Regions from separate parts of the Bombyx mori genome. Here region 1 is linked to region 2. The links are chromatin contacts, called in public Hi-C maps. All regions are on one chromosome and are shown on one strand. The core of a region is the stretch at or near the end of the contact, and the rest is flanking DNA. Distances in the headings are between cores, read along the strand shown. Region 1 overlaps LOC101744329 (fibronectin type-III domain-containing protein 3a). Region 2 holds the start of LOC101743381.

Region 1 (3,220 bases), core at 442-2,941, 120 kb after region 2:
CCTCGAAAGGACCGCTTCGACGAACTTCTACTATTTCAATTTCTGAAAAATTAATTAAGTCCAAATCCAAAATCGTAAGTGCAATCCCAAAAATAATGATTAAAATAAATAAAAATCGTGTCATCAAAAGTAATTTTAAAATTGAAGTTGCAACGAATTCGACTTGTTTAGAACCCTTTTACTCGGCGTTGAAACAAAGAACTTCAAGGCTCTCGTGGGATTCCTTGCACGACATTGCTCAAGAGACTGCGGTTGCATGGCCCTCCGTTCGAACTATGCAGCACGTTTCCGCTGAGAGCGGATTGTTTGTGTATTACGTAAAGCCGAATGAATGTTGATCCCACAGAGTATGTTTATAGGAATACCTAAAACCAGTTCGAAACCGCAAAGTTATGGGGCAGAACGAACAGCATCCGCGACCAAAGAAAAAAAACAAAAAAAAAACTAGTAGGCGATGAGTTTGGAGATTTGTTTTGATCGCGCACGCGATCAATGCGCTCTCATTGTCTCAACGCTTAAAGAAGAATTAAAACGAAAAATTAAATATAAATCACAAAAATTTACGAAGAAAAATAATATTTTTTAATAAAGTACGTATAAAATAATTCCAAAGTTTAATGACATCCATCAGAACATCGTCATGTAAGATAACGTGATTTATGATGCTTTCGTAATTTAGAGTTCCAGAGGGCCTTTTTTTAATTCTGATAGTCATTAGTTATTTAAGTAATATCATTATTTGATTTACTCAGTTATTAACAAATAAATGTGGTATTTTATAAGCAATGTTTGAGGGTTACTGGAGTCGATAGATACCACAACGCACCTTCCAGTGCTCACCGTTGCATTGGAATAACAGGTATTCCGCTAGTTAAGCTCTTCTTCATGGCATAAATCGATAGAAATTTTAGAGGGGAGTCGAGGGAATTAGACAGAAAAAATATGCAGTAGCATACTTGGTAGAATTGAAACCTCTCGTCTTAGCAGATTAAATCCTGTAAGTGTTTAATATGTTTGTCTCTTTTTCGTTATTAATTTAATTTCAAATTATAACAGTGATAAATAACTTATGGCTTTTTTAATAATTGCTACGATGGATGGACACGTTCACGGCCCACCTGGTGTTAAGTGGTCACCGGAGCCCATAGGCATAAAGTACGTAAACGCCCCTAACTGCTTGAGACATGAGTTCCAAGTCTCAGTTTTTACAGTACAACGGCTGCCCCACCTTTCAAACTGAAACGCATTAATTACTGCTTCACGACAGAAATAGGCAGGTTGGTTGTACCTAACCGTGTCGGCTCCCAAGACGCTCTACCAGTAACAGACTTCAATGACGACTATTACAAAACATAGGGACATATAGATGTCCTCTCTTCAGGTGTCCTTGAGAATAGGATATTCATATCTTGAGACGATAATGAAACAGATCCGGCTCTTGTATATAGATATATTATTTAATTATTGTGGTCACTATTTGTTCTCAGAAAATACTTACCTTTGTATTAAAGAGTATGGAAATTAAATAAAAGTTTTATTCTATAGATGGGGAACCATTCGAATTACTTAAATTGTTGTCTAGAATTCACGTAAAAAGCCTGTGATTTTCTTTACTGTTAACATAACCACGTTATCTTTGCGCGCGCCGACTTGATGTAACTATAAAGGAGTTGTTATCGTCACTATTGATAACAATTAAAAACATGTCACTTTCTGAACATTCTTTGGCGGCAAATGACCTAAAAATGTTGACAACCTTTTACTATGTTTTAAACTATATCATAATGCTCAGAGATAACGCGCTACTTAAAATAACCAATCATATTTACTTTTAATGCAATATTATAAGCGACTGTTTCGAAATTAAAAACTCAATTCAATTAAGTCTAAGTGTTTCTAAATCTAAATTAATCTAATTTAAGATGTCACAAAGATAGTCAGTCACTTGAGTTTAAAAAAACAAAAGAACTGTCTCGATTTGCACACATAATTAAAACACTTTTATTAATAAGGACTTAATTAATACTCAGTTTTCTATAATCACAGATTTCGTCAAGACTACGCTTTAGACAAAAATTAATAAAGACAGATAATATTTAATCTATTCTCAATTTATTGACCACAGTAATAAGAAAAGTTGCCAATAAACAAATAGTTATTGATTCGTGTGCGTAGTATGTGAATTTTTTTTTAATTGATTTAAATTTTATTTATTTTTATTGCTTACATGTGTGGACGAGCTTACAGTCCACCCTGTGTTAAGTGGTTACTGGAGCCCTTAGACATCTACAACGTTAATCCCGCCACTCACCTTGAGATATAATATTAAGTTCTAAAAGTCTCAATATAGTTACAACGGCTGCCCCAACCTTCAAACAGAATCGCATTACTGCTTTACGGCAGAAATAGACAGGGTAAATAGGTGGTACCTACCCACGGGGACTCACAAGAGGTCCTGCCACCAGTAATTACGCAAACTAAAATTTTGCGGATTTGATTTTTATTATACGATGTTATTCCTTCACTGTGGAAGTCAGTCGTGAACAATTGTTAAGTACGTATTTCATTAGAAAAATATGTACTCGCCTGCGGGATTTGAACATCGGTGCATCTCTATATACGAATGCACCGGACATCTTATCTTTTAGGCCACGACGACTAATGAATGTATTTAAAAAATTTTTAGCACTCTACCCTATCACTACTTTCTTAAGGGTTTTGTTTGAAAAATCCATAATGAAACCTATTATTAACTTAAATTAAACAAAATATAAAAGTACATGTGAACATTGCAGGCGGCCTACCAGTGGTTACGTCGGGCACCATGATGCCGCCTTTGATGCCACCAGTGCTCGACGAGAACATGCGCCAATATTTGATGCACCAGCACGCTCAACACCCGCATCACGCGCCGCATCATCAACCGCCGCACCACCAGCCCCCGCATCATCAGCCGCCTCCGCATCACCAACCTCCTCATCATTATGTAAGCTTATTTTAAATTCGTACATGGTTTCAAGGCCCGCTTATGTTAATCGGTTACGGGAAACGGTGCTTTCAATTTGATGTTAGACACTATGCGGAAGTCGTCTTTCGTTTTTCCTCAATATATTCGCTACAATCGCGGAAGAAAAAATTATATTTTGTTTACCATCTTCAGACGTGGAATCCGAACTCTGCCTGAGATATGGGAAAAAGCAGTTGCTAGTGATGGACAATA
Region 2 (3,310 bases), core at 142-2,641:
TTTTAATAGAGTACTCAGTTTGGTTTCTTTTTCATACTCCATGCATACATCAATTATTTGTAATATATTATGGTTGGCAGCAAGTTGCAAAGAACCAACATTAATTTGAAGATAGTCTTTAAGAAACTCTGAAGCCAAGCTTTGTACTTCTCTAGGCCAAGTTGCTGACCACATGAGAGTTTGACGATCAGGCCTTATTTGCTCAATAATTTTCCTTATTTGAGGTTCAAAACCCATGTCCAACATTCTATCAGCTTCATCAAGAACTAAGTATGTACAACGTTTCAGATTTGTACGTCCACTTTCTAAGAAATCAAGCAATCTACCAGGTGTTGCAATCACTATTTCTACACCTGCATCTAAATCTCTTGCTTGTGGTCCTTTAGGTGCACCTCCAAACAAACAAGTGTTGTGAATTTTTGATGTATTTGCAAATTTATCACAAACTTCTTGTATTTGTTGGGCTAATTCTCTAGTGGGTGCCAGTACCAGTGCTATTGGTCCATCCCCTCTACTGGACTTAGGTTGATTGTTAATATGTACAATTGCAGGCAATATATAGGAAAGAGTTTTTCCAGAACCTGTTGATGCTATTCCTACCATGTCATGGCCACTAAGAGCAATAGGCCAACCTTGGGCTTGAATGGGTGTAGGCTTAGCAAACCCCATTTTATCTATTTCATCCATAACATAATCTGGAAAACCAGCCTCATCAAAAGTAAGTGTTGGTTTTGGTATATTTCGACCTTTCAAAGTAATTTCATTTTCACTTCTCCAGGCTTCAACATCCGATTCAGGTCTCTTTTCAACGTCTAAATGTGGGACATAAAAATCTTTCTTAAATGGTTTTAAACGACTCAAGTCCCACTTAGGTTTCCGAAGGCTGGCTCCCGGGTTACTTCTGCGTCCACCACCGCCATAACCACCACCACCACCACCTGAGCCCAGTCCATAACGAGGGCTTCTGCTACGGCTGCGACTCCTACTTCGGCTTCGAGATCGACTGCGACGCCTATCACGACTACGGTCCCTATAAAGAAATTTAATACAACTAAATACAACACATTATTAAATACCTTCTGTAAAAATTATACAAAAAGATTCTTCAAAAACAACCATGCGTATGAATCAAGTTATAATTTATAAGCGTTACCTTCCGCGGCCCATTGTGTTTTTAGCTATACAAACGATGATGCAAAACACCTAATTCTAATTATAATCTGATTTATTAAATGTAGGCACTTTTTTCTCGTAAATGTTGAACTTAGTGTTCAAACTTATTAGCGCACCGCTAGACGAAACGATCTAAATGATCTCAACGAACTACAAAACAAGATGGCGAATGGCGCTGGATGGAAAATATCGGACATTTTTTAAGAGATTTTATGACCTGGTAACTAAGACCTTTAGGTCAAGTTTTATTTTAATTTATATTCTTATTTCTATGAAAAATTTTAATATAAAGTGAAATGAATTGAAGTTGATTAATACGAACTATGGCATGAAATGAAGTGAAATGAAATGAGATGAGATGATATGGATGAAATATAATCTCAGTAAAATGCAAGGGCGGATCCAGCTTTGGCGCCAGGAGGGGGTCACATAGTCAAATTTAGATGCGTTCGTTCCCAAGCGTTTGCCATTATACAAAGTTATTAAATTAATTAAATATTGAAGGTATGTAGTTACATAAAATCTGTATGGTGACAAAATATATAAATAAAATCATAAAAAAAAAAAAAAAAAATCATTATATTCAATTAGTGGTCCACCTAAGTCCTGGAACCAGCTCAGGGGGTGGTCATGACCCCCATGACCCCCCCCCTGGATCCGCCATTGGTAAAATGGTGGTCATTTACTGAGACTTTTTCAGTGGACTTTTTGCAGTATCCCGAGAAGTTACGTTTAGCGGCTTTGTTTCATTTTCCCACATTTGTGCACTTTTAGTCATGTCTTAGTTTAATTTATATTCTTATTTTTATGAAAAACCAGCTGACCCGGCAGACTTCGTAGTGCCTCAATCAATAAATAAAAGACCTAAGTTTTTTGTATAAAATAAACATAGAACAAACAAAAGGAATCCATCCGACGGGGGACACATCAAAGGAAAAACGAAATTGTTATTTTTATTTAATTCCGAGCATTTTCATATTCATCTACCTTTTAAACCTTCTCTGGACTTCCACAAATAATTCAAGACCGAAATCAGCCACATCGGTTCAGCCGTTACCGAGTTTTAACGAGACTAACGAACAGCAATTCATTTTTATTTATAGAAGATAGATAGCAATGCTAGGAGCAGAGCGGAGCCGCTAAGAAGATATGGAATGAAATATAATCTCAGTAAAATGGTGGTCGTTTACTGTGATTTTTTCAGTGAACTTTTTGGAGGATCCCGAGAAGTTTCATTTTCCCACATTTTTGCACTTTAACAGCTAAGAAACCACCGTTATTACCCATTTAAACCTGAAGAAAAACTAAATAGACAAAATAAAACAAATCACACAACTGTACTCTTCGCGTTCCCGCCAAAAAGTTCAAATATCGGACAGTATCGGTAAAACCTAATAGTGAAGATCGGCTCATCGAGACGAACGAGTCAATTCTCGAGTATTCGAATCTAAAGGTGCTCGAACACTGACTCAAGTAAAATTGAGCACTAAATGTATTAGTGTCAAAGCGTGACGTGACGTGAGTGTTGAGATATTGTCATGCCATTAAATTAAACGTTAGATAACTGGTTGTAAAATTCCAACTTGTCTTCTACTTTACGATTTTCTTTATATGTTTACATTAGGCCTCTTTTAGTATGTAAGCAGAAAGTTTTTTTTTTTGTAAATATGAGTCGTCTATTATCAAAGGTGGCAATCTGTGTATTTGGACAAAAAAATGTTATTGATATGTCAATACAGATTGATTTGAATATAATCGTCTCCTTCAAAGAATACGGTTCAAAACCTGCATTAAATAAAGATTAATACTTAACCTGTTTATATCTAAGATGTCGTTCAGAAGAGTTTTGTGACTGCCAATGGAATACAAAGTCAATAATTCGTTTTTCTAATTTACCAATAATTGTCCAAAAGTCACATTGCCGGCTTTGTTAATAGTCGACTCATATGTCCTTTTTTTCTTTAACCTTAACTAGCAGGTGAGCTCACGGGGCTCACACCTGACGATGTTGCTAATACGAACCCTAGCAAGAGCCGGGCTCTACCACCGGATCGGAAACGTGACCCACTGAGAAGATCCGGTGAGAAACTCAGTGGGCCTCGAGTATCTTTTTTTTGTTTTCTTACCTAAGCTGATA

What was found. A called contact is a pair of places that touch in the nucleus more often than the background predicts.
Region 1: a Hi-C map of whole pupa shows a contact between it and region 2, with 4 times the contacts expected there. The contact joins the enhancer-like site here to the promoter of LOC101743381 in region 2. A contact is called at or near these places in 2 of 7 Hi-C or Micro-C datasets (posterior silk gland and whole pupa).

What each region holds. Positions count from the first base shown.
Region 1 is chr4:5,882,965-5,886,184 of ASM3026992v2, forward strand. It overlaps LOC101744329 (fibronectin type-III domain-containing protein 3a), which reads left to right. Exons shown (of 8, transcript XM_004929166.5): 3 at 2,796-2,986. Among protein-coding and RNA genes, the nearest start is that of LOC134198748, 15 kb to the left of the region's middle. Within about 2 kb of position 1,692, at least 2 of the 8 cell types and tissues checked have open chromatin away from gene starts, as enhancers often do.
Region 2 is chr4:5,759,690-5,762,999 of ASM3026992v2, forward strand. It overlaps LOC101743381, which reads right to left and starts at 1,392. Exons shown (of 6, transcript XM_062668100.1): 1 at 1,154-1,392; 2 at 1-1,030. The coding sequence starts at 1,167.